Linked DNA regions of Mus musculus: region 2 is linked to region 1. Evidence: chromatin contacts called from public promoter capture Hi-C data. All regions are on one chromosome and are shown on one strand. Each heading gives the region's core, a stretch centred on a gene start, on an enhancer-like site or on the middle of the called end of the contact. The rest is flanking DNA. Distances are from core to core; before and after follow the strand shown. Region 1 holds the start of Glis1 (GLIS family zinc finger 1). Region 2 overlaps Glis1 (GLIS family zinc finger 1).

Region 1 (5,554 bases), core at 1,956-4,455:
CGTGGTGTTTGCACTGGCACACTGTGTCTGGGCCTGGCATATGAACTCGGCTAGTGTGAAAAGTGTATTTACCTGGGTTGTATAAATCTTTCTCTAATGAAATGGGGGCCACACATAGAAAGCTTTAAGAATCTCTGGTCTTGGGCTGTAGAGAATGTCTCAGCAGTTAAGAGCACTGACTATTCTTCCGAAGGTCCTGAGTTCAAATCTCAGTAACCATATGGTGGCTCACAACCATCCATTAAAAAAAAAAAAATCTCTGGTCTAGTCTGCTGAAGTGAGTAGTTAGTTTTGGTTTGCCCCTGTCTTGTTCTTTTTTTTTTTTTTTTTTTTTTTTTTTTTTTAAAGATTTATTTATTTATTATATGTAAGTACACTGTAGCTGTCTTCAGACACACCAGAAGAGGGAGTCAGATCTCGTTACGGATGGTTGTGAGCCACCATGTGGTTGCTGGGATTTGAACTCTGGACCTTCGGAAGAGCAGTCAGGTGCTCTTACCCACTGAGCCATCTCACCAGCCCCGTCTTGTTCTTTCTGACTAAAACATTAATGAGTTTTAATGTCAAAACTATGAAGAAAAAATATACCCCTTATTCAGTTAACCCTTGTGGGAAGCTAAAGAGACTATATCTTGTATAGAAACTACTAACTTTGTTAGATTGTTAGAAAGTCCTAATGTGTAGGAAAGTATAAAAATTAAAAGTACAGCCGGGCAGTGGTGGGCGCACGCCTTTAGTTCCAGCACTTGGGAGGCAGAGGCAGTCGGATTTCTGAGTTCGCCAGCCTGGTCTACAGAGTGAGTTCCAGGATAGCCAGGACTACAAAGAGAAACCCTGACTTAGAAGAAGAAGAAGAAGAAGGAGAAGGAGAGGGAGAGGGAGAGGGAGAGGGAGAGGGAGAGGGAGAGGGAGAGGGAGAGGGAGAGGGAGAGGGAGAGGGAGAGGGAGAAGGAAGGAGAGGGAGAAGGAGAAGGAGAAGGAGAAGGAGAAGGAGAAGGAGAAGAAGAGGAAGAAGAAAAGAAAAAAATTTAAAGTACAGGCTTCTTGTGTCTTCTCGACCCCTTGTCACTGGAAACGGGTCCTTTTCCTTCCTTCTAGGAAAACTGCACAAGCATACCAGGCTTGCACATTCACAAAATCATCCTGCTGCACACAGTGTTGGAGAGGCCCATTGAATGGAGAGTTCAGGCAGCTTACTACTTTGCCTGGCTACCTGCTGTAGCAGACCTGTGAACACTCACAAGGTCCCTAGTAGCTTCAAACACAAGGGCTGGTCAAAGGTAGCAAAGCAGTGAAGAATAAGTAAATGAGTTTGTTGCTGTTGGGAAATTTGGAGAGCTTTTGCCTGCTTGTCCTGTTATTTAAGTGACTCATTTGGCAACTGTTTCCAGTCTGAACTAAATGTACAGTGCTGTGTGTGTGTGTGTGTGTGTGAGTGCGCACATGCCGGGGAGAGCAGAGCAGAGCAGAGCGCTCAGCTCCTGGCCTTACAGACGGGCATAATAGCAAAGCTAGACCTTCCAGCTTTCTTGCTTCTTTGACGCATGAGGCAGAAACTAAGTAGGGCTATTTGTCTAAAGCCACAGACCTGTTGGCCAGAGCCAGGGTCCACACTTTAGAATTGAGGGTGGGGTGGGAGGGGGAGGTTCAAGTTCTGGGCGGGCAGTTGGTCAGTTTCCTCCTTTCTACTCATATCCACTCTGCCCTAAAGTGACAGTCCTCAATGACAAGTCTCCAGAAAGAGGCAAGGCCTCTGAGATGCCCATAACAGCTCATCGCCTGCACAGGTCGGCTGACACCTGCTCTTGGTAATAATGGGAGGAAGACACTGGCGTGGGAGTCGGAAGCCTGCGCTGCCACACCCTACCTACCTTGTTGCTTCTGGCCATGAATGTGGGGGTGGTGTTAAGTAAAATGTCAAGGTACTTCCAATTCCTTCTGCTGTTTCTAAGTCTCCAAACAAATAAGGTATAGGAAATTAAATCTTTTTTTAAAAAACTTTTTTTTTTCTTCCGAGACAGGGTTTCTCTGTATAGCCCTGGCTGTCCTGGAACTCACTTTGTAGACCAGGCTGGCCTCGAACTCAGAAATCCGCCTGCTGGGATTAAAGGCGTGTGCCAGCATGCCTGGCAAATCTTAACTTTTTGTGACTGGAAAAAAAAAATCTTTGTTTTGTTAAGATGCTGGGAAACTGCTTGGGTTGTCTTCCTGTGTGGAACCCCAGTCTGTGAACCAGGCCGGTTGCAGAAACACACTTCCACAGTTTAAGACTAAGGTCCTCTATTCTCAAACATTTTGTGCATAGTGGGAGATGTTGACAGCATGCAGAGACATTTTGGGGCTACCCTAGATCCTTCAGTAGACCCCAGAAAATCGGTCAGAGACATGAACGAACACCCCATTTTGCACGCTTCAGGGATGGGGGCTGACCCATTGCTTCTAGTCACTATGAAGCCTCATCAAGGGCTCTTCCTACAGTTGAGACCCTGCTGCCTGGAGCGCGGAGGACATGGCAAGGAATGGGTACAGGAGAACGCGGAGCTCCTCTCTCGTCTGGATGAACCCTTTCTAGAAAACAACACGAAAGTAAAGTGAGAAAGTGGGCTGAGGCCTGGGTTCAGATGACAAAGGCCAGCTTTGCTATGACTTGCAGTGAAATCTGTGCCACTTGAAGTGAGCTGGTTAGAGTCTGCAAAACCAAAACAACTTGTCAAGCACTTCTGTATTTGTTACCTCCGCTTAGCAGGTACCGCCATTCCCATTTACCCGGGAGAAAACGCGACCCGGGGAGGAGCAGAATCCCGCCGGGGAGCAGAGGAAGCCGGGTTGTGCTGGCTCTGCCTTCGGCTGGCCTCCTCCTCTGGCAGCCGCAGAGTCCGGCGGCGTCCCGGCAGCCGGCGTGCAGGGCTCCGGCCGCTGTCAAAACCTCAGCCTGGGCGCGCGCCGCCCCGCCCAGGCCCCCAGGCGAGCGGCACGCCCTCGAGCCGCCATTGGCTTGGTCCGGCAGCCCCCAAGAGTCGCGGCCCGAGCGGCTGTGGGCAGCAGCGGGCCGCCCCGCCCCCGGGGTGTCGCCCCGTAGGACGCGGCGGCCGTGGCGGTGGCGGCGGCGGCTGCGGGGGCTGCGGCGCCAGAGGAGGCGCGCCGTGCTGTGTGCCCCGCGAGCCGCTGCGCCCGCGGCGAGGTGAGAAGGGGCGCGGCCGGCGCCGGGGACCCAGTGGCGTCCGAATCCGGGAGCTCTGGGGTGGCGCGGGGCTCGCCGAGGGGCGAGGCGAATTTGGGGGCCCTGAGGCCTCGCTCTCGCGGGAATGATGCTGGAAATGATGCTGAGGCTCCGGCGTGAGACTTGCGGCTGCCGGCGGAGCGGAGTGTGAGCCGGTGAATGGGGTGTGTGGCATGGCTGGTCTCGGAGGGCGCATCGACGGGTCGCGAGTGTGCGTGCGAGCCGGCGTGCGTGGGCGACTCTGGCTGTGCGGGCTCCCGGGCGCCGGGGCTCCTGGATTTACGGCTCTCGAGTGCGCTTTGTGGGCTCGCGCAGTGGGCGTGCGCGCTCATCCTCAGCCCGGTGTCTGGCTAGTGGCGGGGCTCGCGGAAATTCTGCGTCTGCACCCGGCGGCGGTGCGTGTTCAGTGCCTGGGCTCTGCTCAGCCCGCCCCGGGGCACCTAGAGGTGCGCAGCCAGGGACCCATCTGAGTCTTTCCCTGCTCCCCTGTGACCCTGCTCTGGGAGTCAGGCTGCTGCCCTCTCCCTGTCCCTTTAGGGAATTCCGGACAGGAACTCCCATCCCATCCTAGTTTACTGCCCTCTCCCTGTCCCTTTAGGGAACTCCCATCCTATCCTTGGTCTTAGTTTTGCCATTCGTCTGAAGAGGGCTGACCCTGGGTGGAAGCGGATTAGGGTGGGAGGGCGCAGGGGATTCTCCGGAACGTGCGGGCCTAGGGCGACGGCAGCGAAAGCGGGACGACCACGGTGCGCGGGGTCAGGTGGCTCAGGGAATGGGGTCGGTGTGGTGACGCTAACTTTTTTTTTTTTTTTGAGATCAGGACTAAATAGAACGTGACTGCCCAAACTGTGATCTAGGGATGGAGTTTCCCGCTTTCTAAAGCTCGGTGCTTTCTTCCCTCCGCAGGAGCCTGGCGCGACCCCCAGCCGTGCGCCCCGCCCCGGCGCCATGCATTGCGAGGTGGCCGAGGCACTTTCGGACAAGAGGCCAAAGGAGGCCCCTGGTGCTCCTGGCCAGGGCCGCGGGCCTGTCAGCCTGGGAGCGCACATGGCCTTCAGGATTGCTGTGAGTGGTGGCGGCTGCGGGGACGGGAACCCGCTAGACCTGCTGCCTCGGCTACCGGTGCCACCACCACGTGCCCACGATCTCCTTCGGCCCCGGAGCCCTCGAGACTATGGTGTGTCCAAGACCGGCAGCGGGAAGGGTGAGTTCCACCGCACCAGTGTGCTGACCGCGGGCATGCTGAGGTCAGGTCTGTGGTACCGGTGTCTCTGCCACCGGCTCTGTAGGGATTCTAGAACTTCATGGAACTTCCTTAAGAGTTCCTTAATGTCTCAGTATCTCTGTAGTTGATTGGGACTCGCCTGTCAGTCTGAACTGATGCCTGGAAGCATCCAATTTAAACCAAATAGGCATGTTTGAGAAGGAGATGTGTATGTAGAAAGCTTACATTACATAATTTTGCTTCTATATGTTTCTGATGAAAGTCGTGTGAAATGTCAAAATTTTATTGTACATTAGTATCTAGTAATTTTTTCTAAGCAACGGAAGGCATATTTTGAACTATCACAGTCTCTCTAAGAAAGGAAGGAAGGAAGAAAGAAAGAAAAGACAAAACCAAATGGAGGATTTTAGTAGGACCTCTTCCTTAGGAACCTCAGTTTTCTCATCGGTCAAATTAGGAACTTATTATGCCAAATGATTTTTCTGACTCCTGACTTAAGTTCTTTTGAGCCTGTAATCTGGGTTGGGTCAAGTGTTGACTTAGAAGTGACTTTTCTGTGCTTGGTGAAGCCAAGGCAGGCCCAGAACCCGCTATGGGCAAATTCAGGGACAGGTGCTGGTAGACTCCTGAAGATATTCACCCAATCATAGTTAATTATTACCGACATGTTATTTATAGGTTTCATGTTAACAGATAATTAACCAGACATTAGAGATTGTTAAGGGATGTGCCGATCTGCCCGACCTGCCCTTTCGTTCCCCATTAGCCGAACCAGCAACTTTGGGGTTTGATCTCATCAGCTGCAGTACCTTTTTGGAATGAAAGCCAGTGTTTTGTAGTTGTAGACACCGCCAGCTCAGCACCTTAATCCAGCTTGCTTGCAGTTGCCAGCCTGGTTGGAAGACATAACTGTAGAGAGGTTTCTCTTCGGCTTTGTAGGAGAGAGGCGCTTCTTGTCTGCAGTCTCTTCTTGAATGTATTGAGTATTTTTGCTGGGATGCATATTTGAGGGAGAGAGAGAGCGAGCGAGCGAGCAGGAGGTTAGTAATGTTGGCTGCAGAGAGCTCCTCCGCTCCTGCGTTCCTTAAACAGTCCTTTCTCACAGTCAT
Region 2 (6,334 bases), core at 132-2,631, 100 kb after region 1:
GGATCTGCCCCTTCTGTTTCTGGGAGCTGGGTTTTGTTTTGTTTTTTTTGTCCCAGTACTTGAGCCTTGCTCATTAAGTGCCCCCTGTCTCTATGCTGTATGCTGTATCCTGCTTTGAGTGAGATCCTCAGCACACAGTGGACTGAACTGGCCTTGGATCTGCCAGATGATAAGAAATATGGGAATAGGAAGTCTTGACAGTAAAGGGGGTCCTGTGGTAGTGCACAGCCCTCTTGATTCAGGCCACGTTAGTTCATCTGCAGACCCTCAGGTTCCTGGTCTGTTCCCTAGAGCTGATAGTTCCGTCGGTGTCTGCGTGCCTGGTACTTTCAGTTCTGTCTTCAGAGTCACTACAGGGCAGGCACGGAGGTGTGTGGAGTGAATTAGTGAGGTGCTCTGTACATGGGAGCTTTCACCCTAGCATCTTTTGCCTGCCCCGGTTTATTTGAGGAGGGCCCCCTGGGGATGAGGCAAATGAAGTGTTATCTTTGTCTTGGGCAAAGAGACCCAGGTTAGGTACTGGCAGGAGCATAAACGTAGGAAATGGCCGTGGGAGGTGCCCTGGAAACATCACCTATGAGGCTAAAGGCCTACACGTGGAAGAACACCAATCTCTTAGGCTCCTACCACAAGCTGGGGAGCTTGCTACTACTGAGTCCCTAGCTCTCCCAAGTCCTCTAAGGCCCCCCTTTCACTACACTCTGTTAGAGGACTTTGGAGTCAGTTGACCAGGCGATGTAGCCTGGAACAGCACACCTTAAAGTCCTCATCCATAAAATGGGCACAGTTCTGCCTCCCATTCTTGGTACCTGGTCTATACAAATTGTATCAAGCTCACAGCCATGTTATCAGTGTTCATTCTATGTCCCTGCTCCTTCCCTGGTCCATCTCTTATCCAGGGGATGCTGGCAGAGGGTTCCTAGAGGGTCGCCAGCCAGGCCCCATTGGCCTTAAATTCTGCTATCTCTTCGAGATAATAAATAGGAACAAAACCCAAATCCATTATTAGCTTCTTCTAGACTGCATGATTTATGGCTTCAAAGTGTCTCTAGTTAATCTGTCGAAAGGAATTTTAAATTTCATCCGTCTTCCCCGCTGGCAGCCCCTTCTACCTTGAATTCAGCTGTTTGACATGTCTAGTACCGGAGTCCCATTTTAAAAACATTTACAGTGGGCCGGTGGAAAAAAAATCGGAGCTGAACGGCAAGCATGAGGCTCAATTTGGCACATCTGCTTTGAATTCCACGCATCTCCACAAGTGCAAATAACTTGAAAGTTCGCCCTGGGAAGAGGTCTGCTGTGCCCACGAGGGCTGCCTTAGGTGACTTTAAAGGAGAGAGGGATAATTACTGAAAATGAATTGTCACTGAAATAGAAACCTCCCGACCGGCCTGCTGACCATCTGCTGCTCACATGTGCAGGCTGCCCGCACCTCCCCCGCCCTGCTCTGGAACGCTGTGCTCGCTGGCTTTTAAATCTCTGCTTCCCAGGGCACTCAGGTGATGTTCTGGTCAAGACGGGATGGAACTGGGGTAGAGCTGCTCCGTTCCAGTCTATGGCTGTGGGACCCAGAATTTGGGTATAGGTGGAGATTGCCTAGAATTTGATCCTGTGCTCCAATGGGAAAGGCTCTGACAGTAGGCCCTAGGGACATGGGGTTGGGTCTGGGTCAGGCAAGCACACTAGAGAACGCATTTACATGGGATATGGTATGTATGTAGGTTAGATGACAACTTGCAAGAGTCATTTCTTTCTTTCCACCATGTGGAAAGTTCTAGGTATTGCACTCAGGCTGTTGGGCTTTAAGCCTTTACCCACTGAGCCATCTTGCCAGATGTGGCATGCTTTTAAATAAGGAGATGTGCTCTCAGGGTGGCAGTGTGGGATGATTCAGTCAGAAGATTTTCCAGAGTGGTTGAGGAAGGCCTCCCTGGCGAGCTCAGAATCCTTTGGGAGTGTCAGCCTCAGGGTATGGAGGCCACAAGAAGAGGCTTTGCAGCAGAGCGCAGCTGGAAGAACACTATCCATGGGTGAGGCTGCTGGCTGTCCAGGACAGCGTGGAGGGAGCTCCCAGCCAGGGCTGTGGTGGCAGCCCCTTGGGAAGTTAGGGGTTGTCTGCTATTTATTTGACTTGTCTCTAGCTGGATTAACAGCCCCACTAGCTACAGCGGTGGGAACTTCAGTATTTGGCCAGGCTCTAGTCACACCAATGAGAGGTGTGGGCACTGAACAGAGGAGGCTGGACCTTTGGCTCTGAGTCCTGTCTGTCTCTTGCTGTCCCCAGAACAGCCCTCTTCCAGCCTGCCATCCCACCGAGAGGCAGAGACAGTGCAATCATTGTCACAAGCCTTTCATGACACCGGTCAGTGGTCACTGGGACCCCCTCAGCCCTTCCAAGATCACCTGGCTATGGCATCTAGGGATGACCCAGACCCCTCTGAGGGAAGGCAGTTCATCTGACTGCAGGCTGCTATGAGCTTCTCTGAGATACTACCATGGCACCCATGACCTGTGGTAGTCTCAGGACCAGGACTTAGCCTGAACATGAATACTGTTTTTGCACCTCTCTGAGTGAGAATTTTAAGTTAAAACCAAGATTTTTAGTTTTTATTCAGCCCAATTGTTCAGCTTGTTGTTGTGTTCATCCATGTCTGTCCACACACAGGTATGTGTGACCCTGTGTTCTCTTGTGGATAGAGGACCTTAGCTAGTAACCCTCTCACCCTGACTCCCCAGTGCTGGGATTATAGGTGTGTACTGCCAAGCCCGGCTTTTAATGGCTTCTGGGGTTCAAACACTTGTACATTGAGCATTTTACCCATGGGGCCATCTTCTCAGACCCCAGTTTAGCAACTTTTTAAGTGTTTCCTATTGGTTTTTTGTTTTGTTTTGTTTTGTTCTGTTTTAAGAACACTTTGCCTGTCACAAGTGTGAAAGTTTGGGGATCAGATCTGAATCAGTTTCTCTTCTGAGCTGCCCCTGGGCTCCTTTGGAACGTATTGAGAAACATGAAGATTAAATAAAGTTATCATGTAGCAATAGACCCATCTCCAGGTACACAGTAGGTGCCTGCTACAAAGCTGTAGGCCTAGGAATTGGGATGCTGTCTAGGGTAGGGAGATAGGACCACATATGTACAGGCATTGTTTATTGAATGACTGACTGAGTAGATGAAGAATGAGAAAATGAATGAGTGATCCACATAAAACCAGAGACAGTGAAACCTATAGAAGAGAAAGTGGGGAAAAGCTTCGAAGATATGGGTACAGGGGGGAAATTCCTGAATAGAACAGCAATGGCTTGTGCTGTAAGATTGAGAATCGACAAATGGGACCTCATAATATTACAAAGCTTCTGTAAGGCAAAAGACACCGTCAATAAGACAAAAAGGCCACCAAAGATTGAGAAAGGATCTTTACCAATCCTAAATCAGATAGGAGACTAATATCCAATATATATAAAGAACTCAAGAAGGTGGACTCCAGAAAATCAAATAACCCCATTAAAAAATGGGGCTCAGAGCTAAACAAAGAATTCTCACCTGAGGAATACCGAATGGCTGAGAAACACCTGAAAAAATGTTCAGCATCCTTAATCATCAGGGAAATGCAAATCAAAACAACCCTGAGATTCCATCTCACACCAGTCAGAATGGCTAAGATCAAAAATTCAGGTGACAGCAGATGCTGGTGAGGATGTGGAGAAAGAGGAACACTCCTCCATTGTTGGTGGGATTGCAAGCTTGTACAACCACTCTGGAAACAGTCTGGCAGTTCCTCAGAAAATTGGACATAGTACTACCGGAGGATCCCGCAATACCTCTCCTGGGCATATATCCAGAAGATGTTCCAACTGGTAAGAAGGACATATGCTCCACTATGTTCATAGCAGCCTTATTTATAATAGCCAGAAGCTGGAAAGAACCCAGATGTCCCTCACAATGGAGTACTATTCAGCTATTAAAAAGAATGAATTCATGAAATTCCTAGGCAAATGGATGGACCTGGAGGGCATCATTCTGAATGAGGTAACTCAATCACAAAAGAACTCACATGATATGTACTCACTGATAAGTGGATATTAGCCCAGAAACCTAGAATACCCAAGATACAAGATACAATTTGCAAAACACATGAAACTCAAGAAGAACGAAGACCAAAGTATGGACACTTTGCCCCTTCTTAGAATTGGGAACAAAACACCCATGGAAGGAGTTACAGAGACAAAGTTTGGAGCTGAGATGAAAGGATGGACCACCTAGAGACTGCCATACCCGGGGATCCATCCCATAATCAGCCTCCAAACGCTGACACCATTGCATATACCATTAAGATTTTGCTGAAAGGACCCTGATATAGCTGTCTCTTGTGAGACTATGCCGGGGCCTGGCAAACACAGAAGTGGATGCTCACAGTCAGCTATTGGATGGAACACAGGGCACCCCAATGGAGGAGCTAGAGAAAGTACCCAAGGAGGTAAAGGGGTCTGCAAACCTATAGGTGGAACAACAATCTGAAATAACCAGTATCCCCAGAGCTGGTGTCTCTAGCTGCATATGTATCAGAAGATGGCCTAGTCGGCCATCATTGGGAAGAGAGGCCCCTTGGTCTTGCAAACTTTATATGCCTCAGGACAGGGGAACACCAGGGCCAAGAAGTAGGAGTGTGTAGGTAGGGGGTTGGGGGGGGGCGGAGAGAATGGGGGACTTTTAGGATAGCATTTAAAATGTAAATAAAGAAAATACCTAATTAAAAAAAAAGAAAATGAATGAGTGAATGAGTGAGTGAGTGAATTAATGAATGAATGGTTTGCTTATTAGCATTTGGTCTACTTAGGTTAGAAGGGTAAGAAGGGTAAGAAGGACTCTATGACTCCATCATTTGAGGCTGTAATGTGAGCTTATTGATGTAGCCTGCCAGGCCCCACCCACACTGGCAGCCCCTCCTCAACTTCAGTGCTTCCTGGACCCCATCTGAAGTACTTAAGAGACCACAATATATCTGTGATAGCCAGAGACTGGCCTTGCCCTTGGGGGCTGTTCTTCTTCTTCTTGCTTATCTTTTGGCAAACAGCCTTTCTGGATTTAGCTTGAGTCATCTCTTGGAGGGATTTGTCTCTGACCCCCTCCCGCTCATAGGCAAGAAAAGTCAGTCTGTGAAGCCGCAGCCTGCCAGCCGGGCCTGGGACTGCCAGCAGCTGGACTGAGGGATTTGTTCCCTCTCAGAATGGACGTGAGGGTGCACTCTTCAGCCCTTTAGTGAATGTTGGTCATGAGCCTTCAGGCAAGCTGGGTCTGCCACTGTTCTTGATTTCCCTGAAGACTGAGTATAAAGCACCCGATGACTAAGCTCAAAGCACTTCCCACTTGCTTCGGTGCATTTCCTTATGTGCATGGGCTCCTCTTTGGGAAAAGTGACTGCACAGGTGCTGGGTTATTTTATACTGAGTTGCTTGCCCTTTAATTCTTAACGTGCACGAGTTCCTTGGGTATCCTTGGCACAGGTCTGATTGATTGGATGTATGTATTGGAATTTCTCTCATTTTTGGCCATGCCTTTTCCCTTTACAGAGAAAGGGGGGTTTTACATTTTGATTCAGTCAAATCTATTGGGTTTTCTTTTTTTGGTTTGTTTGTTTGTTTGTTTTACATGCTTCCTGCCTTTTGTGTTCTAAGAAAACTTTGCCCATCTCAAGGCTGTTGTGTTCTGTTCTGTTACAGTTTTAGCTTTTAGGCTAGATCAGTTGTTCATCGTGAGTTAAGTTCTATATGTGGTGTGAGGTAGAGTCAGGTTCATCTTTTCCATTAGGCTATCAGGTTTTCTAACACTGTTTGTTGAAAACTCTCTTCTCCTCATTGGTGTACCTTGGCACCTCATTAAAAAACGTCATCGGAAGGGCCGGGGCTATGGCTCAGTCAGTAAAATGCCCGCAGTGCTGCAGGCCTGAGCTTGATCCCCAAGCCATGTTAAAGCCACACACAACCGCCTGCATCTGTAAGCCCAGGGCTGGCTGTGGTGTGAAGTTAGAAACAGACGGATCCCTGGTGCTCCTTGGCCAGACAGCCAAGCTGAGTCAATGAGTTCTAGGTGATTAAAAGCGCTTGATGCTCTTTCAGAGGACCCAGGTTTGAATCCTAGTACCCTCTGGTGGCTCTCAACTGTCTGAGACTCCAGTTCCCAGGGATCTGATGCCTTCTTCTGACCTCCACAGGCACCACACACACCTGCAGTAAGCAGATATATATGCAGGCAAAACACCCATACACATAAAAGTAAATAAACAAAACTTTAAACAGATAGAAGATAATTAAGATTTAAAAAGAAAGTGGAGAGCAG

Evidence for each region. Promoter capture Hi-C pulls out the DNA fragments that hold promoters and counts their contacts.
Region 2: a promoter capture Hi-C map of cranial neural crest shows a contact between it and region 1. The contact joins the enhancer-like site here to the promoter of Glis1 in region 1. A contact is called at or near these places in 6 of 39 promoter capture datasets (the 3T3-L1 cell line, cranial neural crest, frontonasal cranial neural crest and 2 more) and 1 of 15 datasets of contacts at CTCF or cohesin (the NIH/3T3 cell line).

Annotation. Positions count from the first base shown.
Region 1 is chr4:107,431,514-107,437,067 of GRCm38.p6, forward strand. Glis1 (GLIS family zinc finger 1) reads left to right here and starts at 3,206. Exons shown (of 11, transcript NM_147221.2): 1 at 3,206-3,384; 2 at 4,127-4,424. The coding sequence starts at 4,169. It overlaps Gm46866 (Holliday junction resolvase MOC1, chloroplastic-like), which reads right to left and starts at 3,742. Exons shown (of 2, transcript XM_030253946.1): 1 at 2,767-3,742; 2 at 2,264-2,568. The coding sequence starts at 3,552. The coding sequence ends at 2,920.
Region 2 is chr4:107,536,925-107,543,258 of GRCm38.p6, forward strand. All of the region lies in intron 2 of Glis1 (GLIS family zinc finger 1), which reads left to right. Among named protein-coding and RNA genes, the nearest start is that of 4930552P06Rik, 57 kb to the right of the region's middle. Within about 2 kb of position 1,382, at least 15 of the 459 cell types and tissues checked have an H3K27ac peak or open chromatin away from gene starts, as enhancers often do. A contact at or near this core is called in second pharyngeal arch cranial neural crest, where this site is marked.